2 separate regions of the Sus scrofa genome follow, and region 2 is linked to region 1. A link is a contact called in public promoter capture Hi-C data. All regions are on one chromosome and are shown on one strand. The core of a region is the stretch at or near the end of the contact, and the rest is flanking DNA. Distances in the headings are between cores, read along the strand shown.

The links. Promoter capture Hi-C pulls out the DNA fragments that hold promoters and counts their contacts.
Region 2: a promoter capture Hi-C map of fetal skeletal muscle shows a contact between it and region 1, with 8 times the contacts expected there. The contact joins the promoter of MED30 here to the promoter of EXT1 in region 1. A contact is called at or near these places in 4 of 5 promoter capture datasets (fetal liver, fetal skeletal muscle and liver), 2 of 47 Hi-C or Micro-C datasets (fetal heart ventricle and heart right ventricle) and 2 of 2 datasets of contacts at active chromatin or transcription factors (alveolar macrophages and skeletal muscle).

What each region holds. Positions count from the first base shown.
Region 1 is chr4:20,642,295-20,649,616 of Sscrofa11.1, reverse strand. It overlaps EXT1 (exostosin-1), which reads right to left and starts at 4,615. Exons shown (of 11, transcript XM_001924980.6): 1 at 2,847-4,615. The coding sequence starts at 3,808.
Region 2 is chr4:21,211,730-21,219,051 of Sscrofa11.1, reverse strand. MED30 (mediator of RNA polymerase II transcription subunit 30) reads left to right here and starts at 3,420. Exons shown (of 4, transcript XM_003135161.4): 1 at 3,420-3,756. The coding sequence starts at 3,580. All of the region lies in intron 1 of LOC110260233 (a long non-coding RNA gene), which reads right to left.

The DNA.
Region 1 (7,322 bases), core at 3,366-5,865:
TCCGAAGCAAAGTTATACGTGGTTGCTTTGTGGCAGCAAATTAAAGCGAAGCCTTTCAGAGGGACTTACTAATAAGGAACAGGAGTGGATGAAAATTGATCCCATTTTTTATAAGCCATTATCAAATGAAGGCTTAGAGCACCCTGAAGCAGTCTAGAACCCACACCACCAAAGGATGAGCTAAGGTTCAAGGTGATGAATTAAAGGTCAAACGAAGCATCAGTATGAGAAGTCAAACTTGGATGCCTTCTACAGACCTAACTGCAATATCCTTCTCTAAAACCCTGGAGAGAGACGGGCATTTATTTGATTGGAGGAGTTCTGCGTCCCACACATGCACAGCTGACTTATGGAAAACCTCAGGCTAAGTAACAGAGCCCAGAAGTTGTGCTTACTTTGGAGCACAAGACCAGGCTGTCTGCTATGTGAGCATTCTCATCACATTTCAGGGCTCACTCTTCAACGTCCTATCTTTCCAAGTCAACGGCAAAAGGCAATTTGCAAGCACCATGTCTCAGAGATAAAGCATTCAGATAACCCAGGGCGAGCAATGAGTTAAAACTCCAGGTCAACCAGGCGAATGAATATAAACACTCTGCAGGCCCATCTCGGCCTCTGACACAAGATTAGAGCTGGAAAGTATGCAAGAGGGGAAGGAAGAACATCCAGAAGTGACCCCAGGAAAAGAAACCCCTGCTTAGGAGAAAGAAGCCACTTGCTTTCCTAACTGAATGCCACCTTTCAGATGAGATCCCTGTCCTGAGGGCCTGACACCTTGCGGTCTTTAAACAAAAACCAAAACGAGGGTGTGGGTGTCAGATTTCTTGGTCCAATCACAAAGAGGTCAAAAATTAGTGAAATTTACTTAGCAAAAATGAAAGTTTCTAAGAAACCAACCCTCCTTCCCTCACTGCCAATCTCTCAAAAAAAGCTTCAGCAGAGCATGTAGACACTGAATATTTATTCTGAGACCAGGTGGGTAAAGAGATATGATTGTCGTGGTGGATTGCGGGTGTTCCTCCAATAAATGTACAATTCAAATTTCTGAAGGTAAGATCGCAGCTCCAGCCCCTTTCAAAGAATGAAGACCACAATGATCCTGCTACAAAATTCGGTAAGACTGCTTTAAAAGACACTGAAAGGTTAGACTTCATCTCGAGTTACTCCACCATAAACCAGACAAAGAAATTCCTCAAAGGCTATAAGCATTTTTTCCTACAAGCACCCACAGGAATAGGTCAATGTAAATGTCGTTTAAACAAAGCATTCATTACCAACCACAGTTTGCTTCTGTTGTGAGAAAATTTTAATCCATTGCCACTGCACCCATCACTGGCCCTGAAGCAGAGTAAAATGTAGGTTCATAATTGATCCTACAGCCTTGGGCTTTTCTTACGCTTGAAAAGCGAGAGGTGTTGGGGGTTGGGAAGTCCCAGTGTTGGATATTTTCTCCTTCACCATCTCTGATCAAGTACAGGAGGACTTTAATTTCCCTTCCAATCTCTCCTACAGAGGCCCAAGTGTCTGAGGAAATCCACAGACAACAATCAAACCTTTCACTTCAGGGCCGTTTCCCCACCATGCCCCTTCCTGCTCCAATCAGGTCTGCAAAGCGTTTCCCCTAGTCTGCATTTCATGAATCAATTGCAAAATCTGCCAACCTCTGCCAGTTCCTCTTGTACTCAGCTGAGAGGTTCCCCTTCCTTCCCTGGGTAGCACAAGGCTGCTCTGGGTTTTAACTGGCGTAACGTGGAAATGCACTGTAGGAGCTCCCTAACTCTTTCACAGCCAGACAGAAGTGAGAGTCTGGGGCTCACCACCCCATCCACGAGGAAACTGACCCTCCAAGCTCAGGTGAAAGCAGATTCCTGGAAACCAGTTTTTGATCCCAAGTCCAGTGTGTCAGTTGCTGTCACTGGGAAGGAAAAGGAAGAGAGAGAAGGGCTACAAAGTATCCAACTCAGTTACTTAGCAACTGGACAAAACTTGCTTCACTCCACAGGGTAAGGAGGCATCTCAAGCCCATTCAGAGAGTAACAGACTCCGTTTTACATGCAAATCAATAAAGACAAAGGGAAAAGGGAAAGCTAAACAAGCAACTGCAGTTTGCAGCCCTGGGGCTTAGGCCCAGATTTAAAAAATTGCTTCTCCTAGGGAGGGGGTAGGATATATTTATACAAACATATAGGAATGAATGAATGAATGAATGCACTCATGCATGCAAGATCACAGGCCCCAACCAGCTAACAGTCTCCCTTCATAAAAAGTCAACACCATCTGGGAGTAAGGAAGAGACAGGCACAGAAAGTTGAGTAGCTAAAATTAAAGCACTTCCACTGCTAACACAAATTTAAGGTTCACGGAAAGAATCCAATTGGAGGGTGGGAGAATTCCAGGGAAAGCAGTTCCCCCTGCTCGTGAGAAATGCAAATAAAGCATCAATCTTGGGGGAAGGTCTCCACACTGTGGATGGATTCAGAGCCTCTGGGGTCCTTAGACCTTCTCACACAAAACACCCTCCCCGATGATCCATCGGTGAAGCGCCGCTTCCAAACTTGGATCAAACCCACACGCTTCAGAGGAACCACATCGCCCTGAAAGTTTTCCAGGCAAGAGAGAGACACTGTCACCTACTTGGCCCAAGAAAGTGCTCCAGGCTTTCCCGTTAGCCTGAGGAGCTCACACCCTTGGTTCTCAGCTCCTGGCCACACGCACCTGCACCGGGTGGTTGAGTCCCAGGCTCAGAGCAGGAGGAAGAGCACAGGAGGGTTCCTCTGCCCCATTCCCAGCCCCCCAAGCCTCACACCTGGACCAGGTGGGCAGGGCCCGACCCCCGAGCCACTTACTTCTCATACTCGGTGTTGTCTCGGTCACAGCGAGAATCCTTGTGCTTTTGCCAGTCTTTGCCATGCTTGCAGGTGGTAAGAAGCACGACGTCCTCCCCGTTATGGACGTGATATAAGGCATTCCTGGTGTCTGACCCTATCCCTGTCAGGTACCTCTTCCCCTTGAATACCAGCATGTACTTCCTGAGAGGAGGGATGGTGTTAAACTTTAAAAACCCCCTCTCCCCTCCTGTCCTGGGATGATCCTTAGAAAAGAGGGGAATAGAAACATCAAAGTTGGGTCGGAAGTTTTCAGTACTGATGCTGGCTTTGGCCAGCATCGCCTGGCCGATGTCAAACCCCACGTCCTCAGTGTAGTCAGGCCAAGTGCCGGAATATAAATTAAAAATTAAATGATTCCTACCATTGTTCCACAAGTGGAGACTCTGCACTTTGGATTTCAAATTGTGCACATACTGAGGTGACAACTGGTCTCTGTCTAAAGTATCCAGACTCAGGACAAAGAGGCACGCCTGGCTGGGGTCCGAGGTGTAGAACCTGGAGCCCTCGATGGCCGCTAGAATGTTTTGGTAACTTTCGGCGATTTTCTCCCCTTTTTGCTGCGGGTATACGTACACTTTGAAGCCGTTTTTCTTGCAAAGGGTGAAATCGAAGCAGGACTCCATGCGGCACTTCTTGCCTTTGTAGATGCTCGAGTTGGCATCTCGCTTCTGCCGGGGGGAAGTGTGCACGTTGGAATCCTCGTTTTCCAATTGATCCCAAGGAACGAAGGGGCGCAGAGCGTCCGGGAAGCGGGGCCAGAAATGATCCGGACTCGGGTGGTGCAAGCCATTCCGACCGCTGTGCTCTTCTCTCCGGCTGTGGCTTCTCGATGCCCTAAACTGCAAGCCTCCGAAATAAAACAAAAGGGCGAGACAAGAGCCAGCTGAGAGCAGGATGAAATAGCGTTTTTTGGCCTGCATGTGTCCTGCCTGGGTCAAGAGGATTGTAAATAAACACAAGAATCACCCAAGTTTCCCAATCAACACTTTCAGCTCCAGTCCGCCATCTTCCCGCCTGTAAAGACTTCAAACTCTCCGCTCCCACCTTCTCTGGATGCCTTTCCCCAAGCCGTGGACTGATCCAGCGCATGTGGGCGATTTCTTTAACTTTCTCCCCTTCGGTCTTTCATCTTTGGGTTGCACAATGGACAGGCGAGAGCGGGGCTGAATATTTCGCACCCAGGGCGGGCGAGCAGCGGACTGTAATTTTCTTGCATGCAACAAGACGAAGGAAAAGAAAGAGAGGGGGGAAAAAAAAAAAGCTCCCGATGCCCAATCAATGGCAAGACGAAGTGATTTCCTTGCCTCTCGGATTCCTCTCGGCAGCGTGGAAAACGAGCCCCGGGAAAGCAACTTCAACTCATCCACACTCCCGTGCAGAGCACTCGGGTTCCAACAAGTCAGCCGATCCCCGCGTTCAGCCGGCTAATGCATCTTGCAGCTGGGGCGCCGTAACCTCACAAATCCCTGCATCTCTCTTTATTCCCTTCTGCAGCGGCTCCAAGACTCCGGCGGTGTTTACTCCTGCGCTCGCGGGGCCGGCCCCCGGGACGCGCGGCGGCCCGGCTGGAGGCGGCGGCGGCGGCGGCGCTGGGTGACGGCGGCGGCGCGTCCTCCCCGCGGGCAGTGCCGGCCCCGAGCGGCGCTTCGCAGGCCCCCGCGCGATCGCTGCCGACCGCCGCGTTCGGTCGCCGAATGTTACCCGGTTCTGAATGTTACACTTACACATTCCATTCCCGACACGACAGCGCTGACCTCATCCATCCACGCAGCCCGCGCTGCCATTGGCCGAGCGTCACGTCCGGGGGGGGCGGTGCTTCCGCTGCGCCCATTCATAACCCCCGGCCACCGGCCGAGGCGCCGGCGCGGCGCGGGGGGTGCAGGCGGCACCGGGGTCTCGGGGCGTCTCCGCCGCTGCCGGGCGGGCGGAGCGCTGGGCTGCTGGGTGCTAGCCCCACGGCCCCTCGGCGCTCCGCGACCGGGACCCCGGGGTGGGCCGTACCGCCTCCTGCCGCCGCGCCGGGAAGCAGCGCCTCCCAGAGGCGCCCGTGGGCGGGCGGCTGCCGGGAAACCGGGAAGCGGCCGGCGCTTCTCGGGCCCCGCTGCTCCGGCTTGCCCCGGGCGCCCTCGAGAATCCGGTCTGCTCGGCTGCCTGCCGCGAATGCCTCCCCGAGCGGCCGGCAGGGAGTGTGCGGGTTCCTGGAAAAGGATGCTCGAAAATTGAAGCCGTGGAGCGAGGCGGAGGGATGAGGGAGGAAAGAAAGACTTCAAAGAAAGCGTTCGCGGACCAGAAGGACGCCTCTCTCCGCCCACCTTCCACCCTCTGAGGCCCAAAATGCTTCCTTCTTACGAGCGGGTCCTTATTCCCTACAGAACCCATCCTTTTATTTTTTCTTTCCCAGGGAAATCTCCCAACCCTCAAGAGTAAAGAGGAAATTTTACAATCAAGAGGAATAACTGCAGTTCCTCATGTCTGTACTGAGACACCCACCCCAAATCCTCAATAACTTCGCCGCATCCTTTCCTCACTCCCCGCTGCCCCTTGTCTATTCTGTAGAAAGCTTCTCCAAGACTTCCAATCACAGTGGGGGAAAAAGAGAAATTCTAGTAGCTGAGGAGAACGTGGTTGGTTTAAGCCCATCCCAGTACCGAAAGGGACATTATTCTTTCTGTGATGGTGGGCTGGTGGTTTTTAAGGAGCTGTCGCTTCAAGATGGATGAGTAGTAGATCAGCCAATTGTCCCAGCTGTGGAAGAGACATTTGAGGCAGGAAATGACCTTACTGACCACTAGTTCAAGATGGCTGGTCCTTCCTTCAACTGCCTTCCCACACCCCAGCCCCAAGCTCCTGCTACCCCCAGGGAACATCACTGGACAATTCGCATAAAGACCGAGAGTCCCTCTAAAGGTCCTCTGAGACCACAAAGATGTGCTAGTTCCCAAACAGTATTTCTGGTCAAGCCAAGCTCCCTGGCCTCAGAGCCTGGATTCTGCTTTTCAGAGAACACCTCCCACCCTCTTCCCCAGCCTAAAGTCGCATGGGTCTGGCCAAGCTGGACAAACAGTTGCCTAGGGCAGCAAGCTGTTTAGTGATTGTTTATTATGGGAGTGACTGCGAGCTAGGGACAAACACTTCCCAGCTTCCCCGAGGCTGCAAAAGATTCCAGCGGGTGTGGACAAAGAGCATAGTTCTAACAAGGCAGGGTAGAATGATAGAGTGGAAAATTTTAGACATTTGTTGTTTCAGATTCGTTTTTAATCAAGGGGGAAGGGGCCTGGGTGGGACATCACTGTACATTCCAGAAGTCTCTCCCTATAGCCGGCCTGCCAAAGATGAGGTAGGTTTTCCAGATTGGACTTGTACCCCCGCACAACTTGGACAGGCCTGGGACAGAAATGAGGTTTCAGTAATCTCCCAAACACAATGACAACATGACAACAAGGCAGATAAATGCAGTAATTGAAACCACATGTGACCCAAAGCTCTCCCTCCAACCCCCCGGGTGGCTAGGAGCAGTCATCCAAGGCAAGGATCCTTCTGCTGGGATTTTTTTTTTTTTTTTTTTTTTTGTCTTTTTAGGGCCGCACCCTCGGCATATGGAGGTTCCCAGGCTAGGGGTCCAATTGGAGCTACAGCTGCTGGCCTATATCACAGCCATAGCAACACGAGATCTGAGCTGTGTCTGAGACCTACACCACAGCTCACGGCAATGCCAGAATCCTTAACCCACTGGGCAAAGTCAGGGATCAAACCCACATCCTCATGGATGCTAGTCGGGTTCATTAACTGCTGAGCCATGATAGGAATTACCTTCTGCTGGGGATCAGAGTGCAGACTCTCTCAGGCCTGTGGAAGGCAGAGTTTAGGGGATTGCAGCCCCTCTATATCCTGACAGCTGTCCTGTGTGACCTTAGTGAGAGCCAGCTACTATTCTTGCTCTTCTGTGTCTCTTTCACACTTTTCTTGTCTCGATTAACCATTACTGACTCCCTCATCCCACGCCCCAGGGTTACCCAGCCCTACTGTTGCATTCCATAGTGGTGTGTAACTGTGAGAAAAACTTCAGTACTGAAAATAAGAGAAAATGTGGATTCAGACCCCATATCTGTCATGGATGAGTATCTTGGCCATATAGCCCAATCACACTGAATCTCAGTTTCTTATTTAAAAAGTCAGAATAAGACTTTTTTTTTTTCTGTCCAGCCTCTTTGGAGCAGAAAACTATAAATTACTCTACCTTTGTAACATTTTATTTTGGGGGGGGGCTAAGTTTCACATTTCAAAAGGCAGCTGGGATCTACAGTAGCATCCTACAATGTCATCATCGATGCATCATCATTGGTTTTATTTTCCTCCAGCCCTTCTCATTCACTACATCCTTTATTCATTTGCTCATTTGCTGCCTGTGTGTCCTCACTTTAAGAGGAGCTCCCT
Region 2 (7,322 bases), core at 2,171-4,670, 570 kb before region 1:
AACCTTCAGGGACCAGTTAGCACAGTTTGTTAAATTGGAATACTAATTACATGGAGGCAATAGTCTAAATCAACCTAAATGCTTGTTAGTTTGACCAATTATAGGTGCCCAATAAGTGTTTGTTTAAATTCAATAATTCTGAGTCCAGAGGGAATATTCCTGACATGAGTGGCTGAATTGAAAAATATAGGCTATTAGTAATGAATAAATTGTAGGCAAACCGGGGTATTTCAATACCCCACTGGAAGACCAAGGTCACTGCAGTGATGGTTTATATGCAATCCTTTCCTTTTCTAGGTCCTATGCAATGAAATTTCCAAATATACCTAGATTACTTTGAAGCTTTTCCATGGCATGTGTAATATAATGAAAAGTGCAAGGGTCTTGGAGTGAAAATGTGGTTTTTAAACCGGTCCAGGACCACCACACAATTTAAGGACAAAGTACGACTGGTTCCCACTGTACTGACATGGGAGGAGTTTTCCTTTCATTACACACCACTATATCTTTCTGTAACCTATATTTCTCTCTTTCCTCCCCAAGAGTCCACTTTTTCCATCCAGTGTATTCTCAGATATTGACTATTAGGTTCAGACTAACAACTGTGGGCTCTAGCCCTTGATTCAACCAGCACAGTGTCCCAACTCCACAAAACTATCCCAGAATTGTTCACATGTCTCCATAGAAAATGCAAAGGCCAGCACTGTCCATGACAATGTAAGCAAAGCTAGCTCCACTCCTGCAATTCCACAAGAGCCTGAGGCCCTGATGGGGACAGTGGACCAGGTCAAGAGGGAATTCAGTTTGCCTTTGGGGTCATTTGAAGCAGAATCAGTGAATCACTGTGTTAGGAGAACCTTCTCTGGTATCAGGAAGAATCAAATAGAGCTTAGGGCAAATCTCAAAGTTGCCACCTCAGCAGTTAGTATTAGATTCTGGTGCATGTGGGGGAAAAAAAAAACCCTAGATAAGAGCTCATTGGAGCTACAGCCATGATAGCTGCATCCCAGCCAGCTGGAAAGAGAAATTGGAAGCCTTCTTCTTTCTTACCTGCACTTTATTGAAGCATAATTGGTAAACAAAGAACTATACATAATCAATGTACACAATTTCGTGAGTTTGGACAGATGTATATACTCATTTTACCATCATCACAATCATGACAATAAATAGATCCATCACCTCCAAAAGTTTCCTTGTGTCCCTTTGGGGTTTGTGTATGTGTGTAAAGGACACAACATAAGATCATTCCCTCTCTCATAACAAATTTTTAAGTATAGGATATCTCATTGCTAATTATAGTAATTATATTGTACGGCATATCTCTGGAACTTACTCATCATATAATTGTAACCTTTACCCATTGAACAACAACTCCCCAAAGCCCCTACTCCCACACCCCTGTAAGCAATGTTCTACTGTCTACTTCTATATATTTGGCTATTTTAGATGCCTCATGTAAGATAAATCATGCTGCATTTATTTAATCTTCTATGACTGACTTGCTTCACTTAACATAAAGTCCCTTAGGTCTATCCTTGTCCCAAATGGTAGAATTTGCTTCTTTTTAAAGGTACACACACACACACACACACACACATACATATATGCATGCCGCCTTTTCCTTATCCACTCATCTGTTGATTAATATCTAGGTTGTTTCCTCACTTTGGCTATTGTGAATAATGCTGAAATTAACATGGGGGTGCAGACAGCTCTTTGAAATCCTGATTTCGATTATTTTGGGTGTACACTCAAAAGTGGGATTACTAGATGATATTTCTATTTTCAATTTCTTGAGGAACCTCCATTTTCTTCTATAACAGCTGTACCAATTCGTGTTCCCACTAACAGTGAACAGGGCTCCCTTTTCTTTACATTGTTGCCAATAATTATCTCTTGTCTTTGATAATAGCCATTGTAACATGGGTGAGGTGGTATCTCCTTGTGGTTTTGATTTCCATTTCCCTGATGATTAGTGATATTGAGCAGTTTTCCAAGTGTCTTGTTGGCCATTTTTATGTCTTCTTTAGACAAATATCTGTCTGGATGCCCTGCCCAATTTTTAATGGGTTGTCTTTTTCTATTGAGTTGTAAGAGTTCCTTATATATTTTGGATATATATATATATGTGTGTGTGTGTGTGTGTGTAAATATATACGTGTATATATATATATTTATCTGAATATATGGTTCAAAAAAGATTTTCTCCCATTCTGTGGCTTGTCTCTACATTTTGCTGACTGTTGTGCTATGCTGAGGGCTCCCCTCTTTATTTATGTATGTATTTATTTAGTCTTTTTAGGGCTGCACCTGCAGCATATGGAAGTTCCCAAGCTAGGGGTCCAATCGGAGCTGCAACTGCCAGCCTACACCACAGCCATAGCAGCATCAAATCTAAGTAGCATTTGAGACCTATACTACAGCCCACTGCAATGCCAGATCCTTAACCCACTGAGTGGGGCCAGGGATCAAACCCTCATCCTTGTCCTCACGGATACTAGTCAGGTTTGTTGCTGGTGAGCCACAATGGGAACTCCAGTCGGACACTATTTAAACTGCAATAACTTAGTACCTATCACCATTTTTCACATTCTTGACTTTCCACCCTTTTGCAAATAAGTAGTAAGAGGTAGGTAAGAGAATGGCTTTAATTTTTCTTACATTTATAATGTCACAACATATGTTTTTCAGCATCTCATGTGCCAATCACTAAGAGTTGAAAATACAGTAAGCAAATAAAGTAGACATAGTCGCTGTTTTTAGAGAACTTGCATTCCAGTGTGTGTGTATAAGGTGAGGAGAAATCAGAAAGTAAACAAACTGAAAATTATAGAGCACACAGACAGTAATAAGTACCAAAGTCAGAAAGAGGAAGGTGGGGAGAGTGTGTGCAAGAGATAGAAGTGTTAATTTTATACTTCTGGTGATCGAGAAAGCTTCTAGAGTAAACTGAATTTTGAGCAGTGACCAACAAATGGGGAGTTGGTATCAGGTCACAATGAAGCACTCAAGATTAGGAATTTCGTTTTCTAAATTCAAATCGCAGGTTATCAGTCGCAAGCTGTAACGGACTAAATAAACCAAACTAGCCCCTCTGAGCTTCTCTCCTAGATATGAAAACACAATGATATTACAAACTTCACGGTCTTGTTATAAGAAATTAGCAAGGAAATTAACACAACGCGTTCTATCAGGAACCCTAAGGATTGGCTGAGAATGGGAAACGAACTGTGGCAAAGACCCACCAGCCTTCCACTGCGCGCACTGCCCCCTCTAGCTGGAGTGCAGCCGGTGATTGGCTACTCAACCCGTTCGCCCAGCCCACCTGGGCGCCCAGTCCAATCCAGGCCAGCTTTGCTCCTAGACAGGTTCCCAGAGGCCCGCCGAGTGGGCGGTCCCTGTGACGTTTAATGACGCGTGACGTCACGGTGGCGGAAGTCGCTGCCGCTGTTTTGAAATCAGACCGCCTGAGTCCTACAAGCTCTTGGTCAGACCGAGGCCAGCGTCCGCCCACCGTTCGGCGTACCCCCCGACGCCTACTCTCCAGCCAGGCTGACCTGACGCCGCAGCCCCGCCATGTCCACCCCTCCGTTGGCGGCATCGGGGATGGCGCCCGGACCCTTCGCTGGGCCCCAGGCTCAGCAGGCCGCCCGGGAGGTCAACACGGCATCGCTCTGCCGGATCGGGCAGGAGACTGTCCAGGACATTGTGTACCGCACCATGGAGATCTTCCAGCTCCTGAGGAACATGCAGGTGGGAAGGAGGGCGGGCTGCGCTCCTGGGCGTGCGTGGAGAAAGCGGGATGCTTCTGCAAGGGAGAGTGCGCTGCCGTCTTAATCATTTGGTGGGCCCTTGGGCCTCCACGCAGCTGCCCTGGGCAAACCTGGAGCATGGGGTCGCCCCAGTCTACATTCAGAAGCGTTCCCCAGGAGGTGTCTGTCCCCGAGAGTCTGCGATGGAAAAGTGATGTTTTCCATACCGGATATCTGGGAAATTGAAGGCACATTTTCTAGATTCGACCGGGTTCTAGGCAAATTCTTGAATCTTTCAAGGTAAAGGTGGGTTTCCACTACACTCTTTCGATTACTTTAACCACAGAATGCTTTTTGAGGGTCCAAGGAGTTGAATTCAGATTCTGCTAGCCATTTTTGTTAAACGTCTTTATTTTGGCAGAACTGACATACAATAAAATGCATTTATTTAGAGTTTTGGCATATAGGTACTTGTGAAACCATCATACATCACCCCCCCTCCCCAGTTTCCTCATGCCCTTTTGAAATCTTTATTTCTGGCCTTCCATTTACAGGCAATCTCCCATTTGCTTTCAGGCACCATAAATTTGTTTGCATTTTCTAAGGTTTCATATAAATAGAATTATACTATGTAGTTTTTTCTTTTTTTTTTTTTTGTTGTGGCTTTCACTCAGCATATATTAATAGTTCATTCATTTTATTGCTAAATAGTATTCCATTGTAGAAATATATCACAATTTGTGTACCTGTTCATCCGTTGATGGACATTTGGGTTGTATCCACTTTGGAACCATTATAAATAATACTGCTATGAATGTCCACCTGCAAATATTTGTGCAAACGTGTTTCATTTCTGTTAAGAAGATAGATGCCTAAGGGAAATGTCTAATATTTTAAGAAAGTTTTCCGAAGTGGCAGCACTGTTTCACAGTTCCATCAGCAGTGTTTGAGCCATCTGGTCACCCCTCATCTTTGCCAGCACTTATTTTATGTCTTTTTTTTTTTTTTTTTGTATTGTATGTCTTTATTTTGCAAATACTTTCTCCCAATATATGGCTTGTCTTTTAATTCTCTTCACGTTGCCTTTTGAAGAACATGCATTTGAAATTTCGATGGAATCCAGTTTACTGATTTGCTCTTTTAGAGATTTTGCTTTTGGTCATAACAAAGAAATCTTTGTCTAAGCCCAAAGTGACAGAGATTTTCTATGTTTTCTTCTGGAAGTTGTATAGTTTTAGGTTTTAAATTTAGATATATGATCCACATGGAGTTAATTTTTTATATTATGATAGATATGGATCCAAGTGCATTGTTTTTGCATTTGGATATCCGCTTATTCCATCCAGCACCATTTTGCTAACCCACTTTATTTCATTTTTTGTTTTTTTTATGGCCACACCTACGGCATATGGAGGTTCCCAGGCTGGGGGTTGAAACGGAGCTGTAGCTGCTGGCCTGTGCCACAGCCACAGCAACTCTGGATCTGAGCCACACCTATAACCTACACCACAGCCCATGGCAACAGTGGATCCTTAACCCACTGAGCAAGGCCAGGGATTGAACCTGCATCCTCATGGATACTAGTCAGATTCATTTCCGCTGAGCCATGACGGTAACTCCTAACCCTCTTTATATGCTTGCTTATCCCAATGTTATATGATGTGGATATCATACTCGTTGTTTTGTTTGTTTGTTTCATGACTGCTCCCGAGGCATATGGAAGTTTCTGGGCCAGGGATTGAATCTGAGCTACAGCTGCAGCCTACACTGCTGCTGCAGCAATGCTGGATCCTTTAACCCACTGCACCACAGCTGGAACTCCTCATTCTTGTTTTATGGATGGGGATTTTATGCTTCTGAGAGGTGAAGTGACTTGTCCAAAGCTAGTGAGCGCAGGGTAAACCAGGTCTTCAAACTCTTAGAACTTTGGAACTCTTATTTCAATGGGTACATTAAAGAATGTTTTATTGCCTTTTTTTAAATGTTTTTTTTCTCCTGATTCTAGAAGTAATATGATTGTATAGAAATCTTTTAAGACCACGTCAGTCAGCCAGTATGAAATAAAATACAAAAGGAATCCAAGAGAAGATATGAAATCTTTGGCAATTGTTTTAAAAATTAATAGATTAATATCTAAAATGATTAAGTATGGATTAAATGATCTCTTGGAATTCAGCAAATATTTACTTTTAACCTGCTGTATTGGACTAGTAGAGCTAATAGCTGACCTTTATCAAGTACTTTTCTTGGTCAGGTACACTGTTAGAAGAACACTTTTAATATAAGAACATTTATGAGTGAGATGGTGATTGACGAGCTTGTTTAGCTAAACATCTACATTATAGTGTATACCAAGAAATCTTAGGCACTATTATAATAACTTATACTCTGTATAGAACATTTGTTCTCTCATGTTCACCGCTCTGTCCCAGCTTCTAGAGCATTGCCTGACACATGAAAAGTGTACAGTAACTTTTTGAAGAAATTGATTGTTGCCTTCTTTGAGAGGCTGATGCTCTGTATGAAAATTAATACCCAAACTTTCTAGTGAATTTGAGGAAAGCGGTTCTTTACATTTCAAAGGATTTTGTTTTCCTTTATGAAAGGATTAAGAGTTCTTTTACATAGCACATTTCTAAGTGACTTTTAAGTAAAGGTTTATGGATAAATTGATTTACAGAAGTAAAATAATCCAGATTATACTTTAAAACCTCTGTGTGTGTGCACTATACGAAATACAGACATATAAATATAAGGAACTACGAGTCCTTATTAAGAAGAAAATATGGGCAAAGTATTAAACCTAGTCAGTGCCATAATAAAGATAGAGAGTGCTTCTGTATGCCTGATGTAATCATTATACTCATTATTATCACCCAAACAAGAAAGCATGGATCCTTTGAAACTTTTATCTGATTTGTTAATGTTTGTCAAAGTTCATAAATTGAAAGGTCATGAGAAATCCTACATCGTATTGGGGGATGAACTCTTAATGCTTTTCTCCCTTAAACTGTTATGACTAATTCAGTCTTTGGTACTTTATCATGTTTCTTTGAGATATTATCCTCAGTATTTTAATGCTTAAGAATTTCCAAAAATCCAAATAAAAGCTTATTTCAAATAATTTCAGAAGCTCCTTTTCCTTAATTTATAAACCACATTATTATTACGGCAAGTTTGGAAATATGAGAAAAGAAAATGAATTATTAAGCCTATGTTCCTGTTACATCTTTTATCAACCATTACACCTTTTTATATATAGGCTTTTCCAGGATTTTTTCCCCCATGTTTATGGTTTTACCTACTTGTGTTTTTGGTTTTTTTTTTTTTTTTTTTTTTGCTTGTTTTAAAGGCTGCACCTGCAGCATATGGACGTTCCCAGGCTAGGGTTCGAATTGGAGTTGCAGCTGTCAGCCTACGCCACAGCCACAGCAACACCAAATCCAAGCCACATCTGTGACCTACACTGCAGCTTGCAGCAATGCGAGATCCTTAACCTGCTGAGTGAGGCCAGGGTTTCAACCTGCATTCTCATGGACATTGTATCAGGTTCTTAACCTGCTGAGC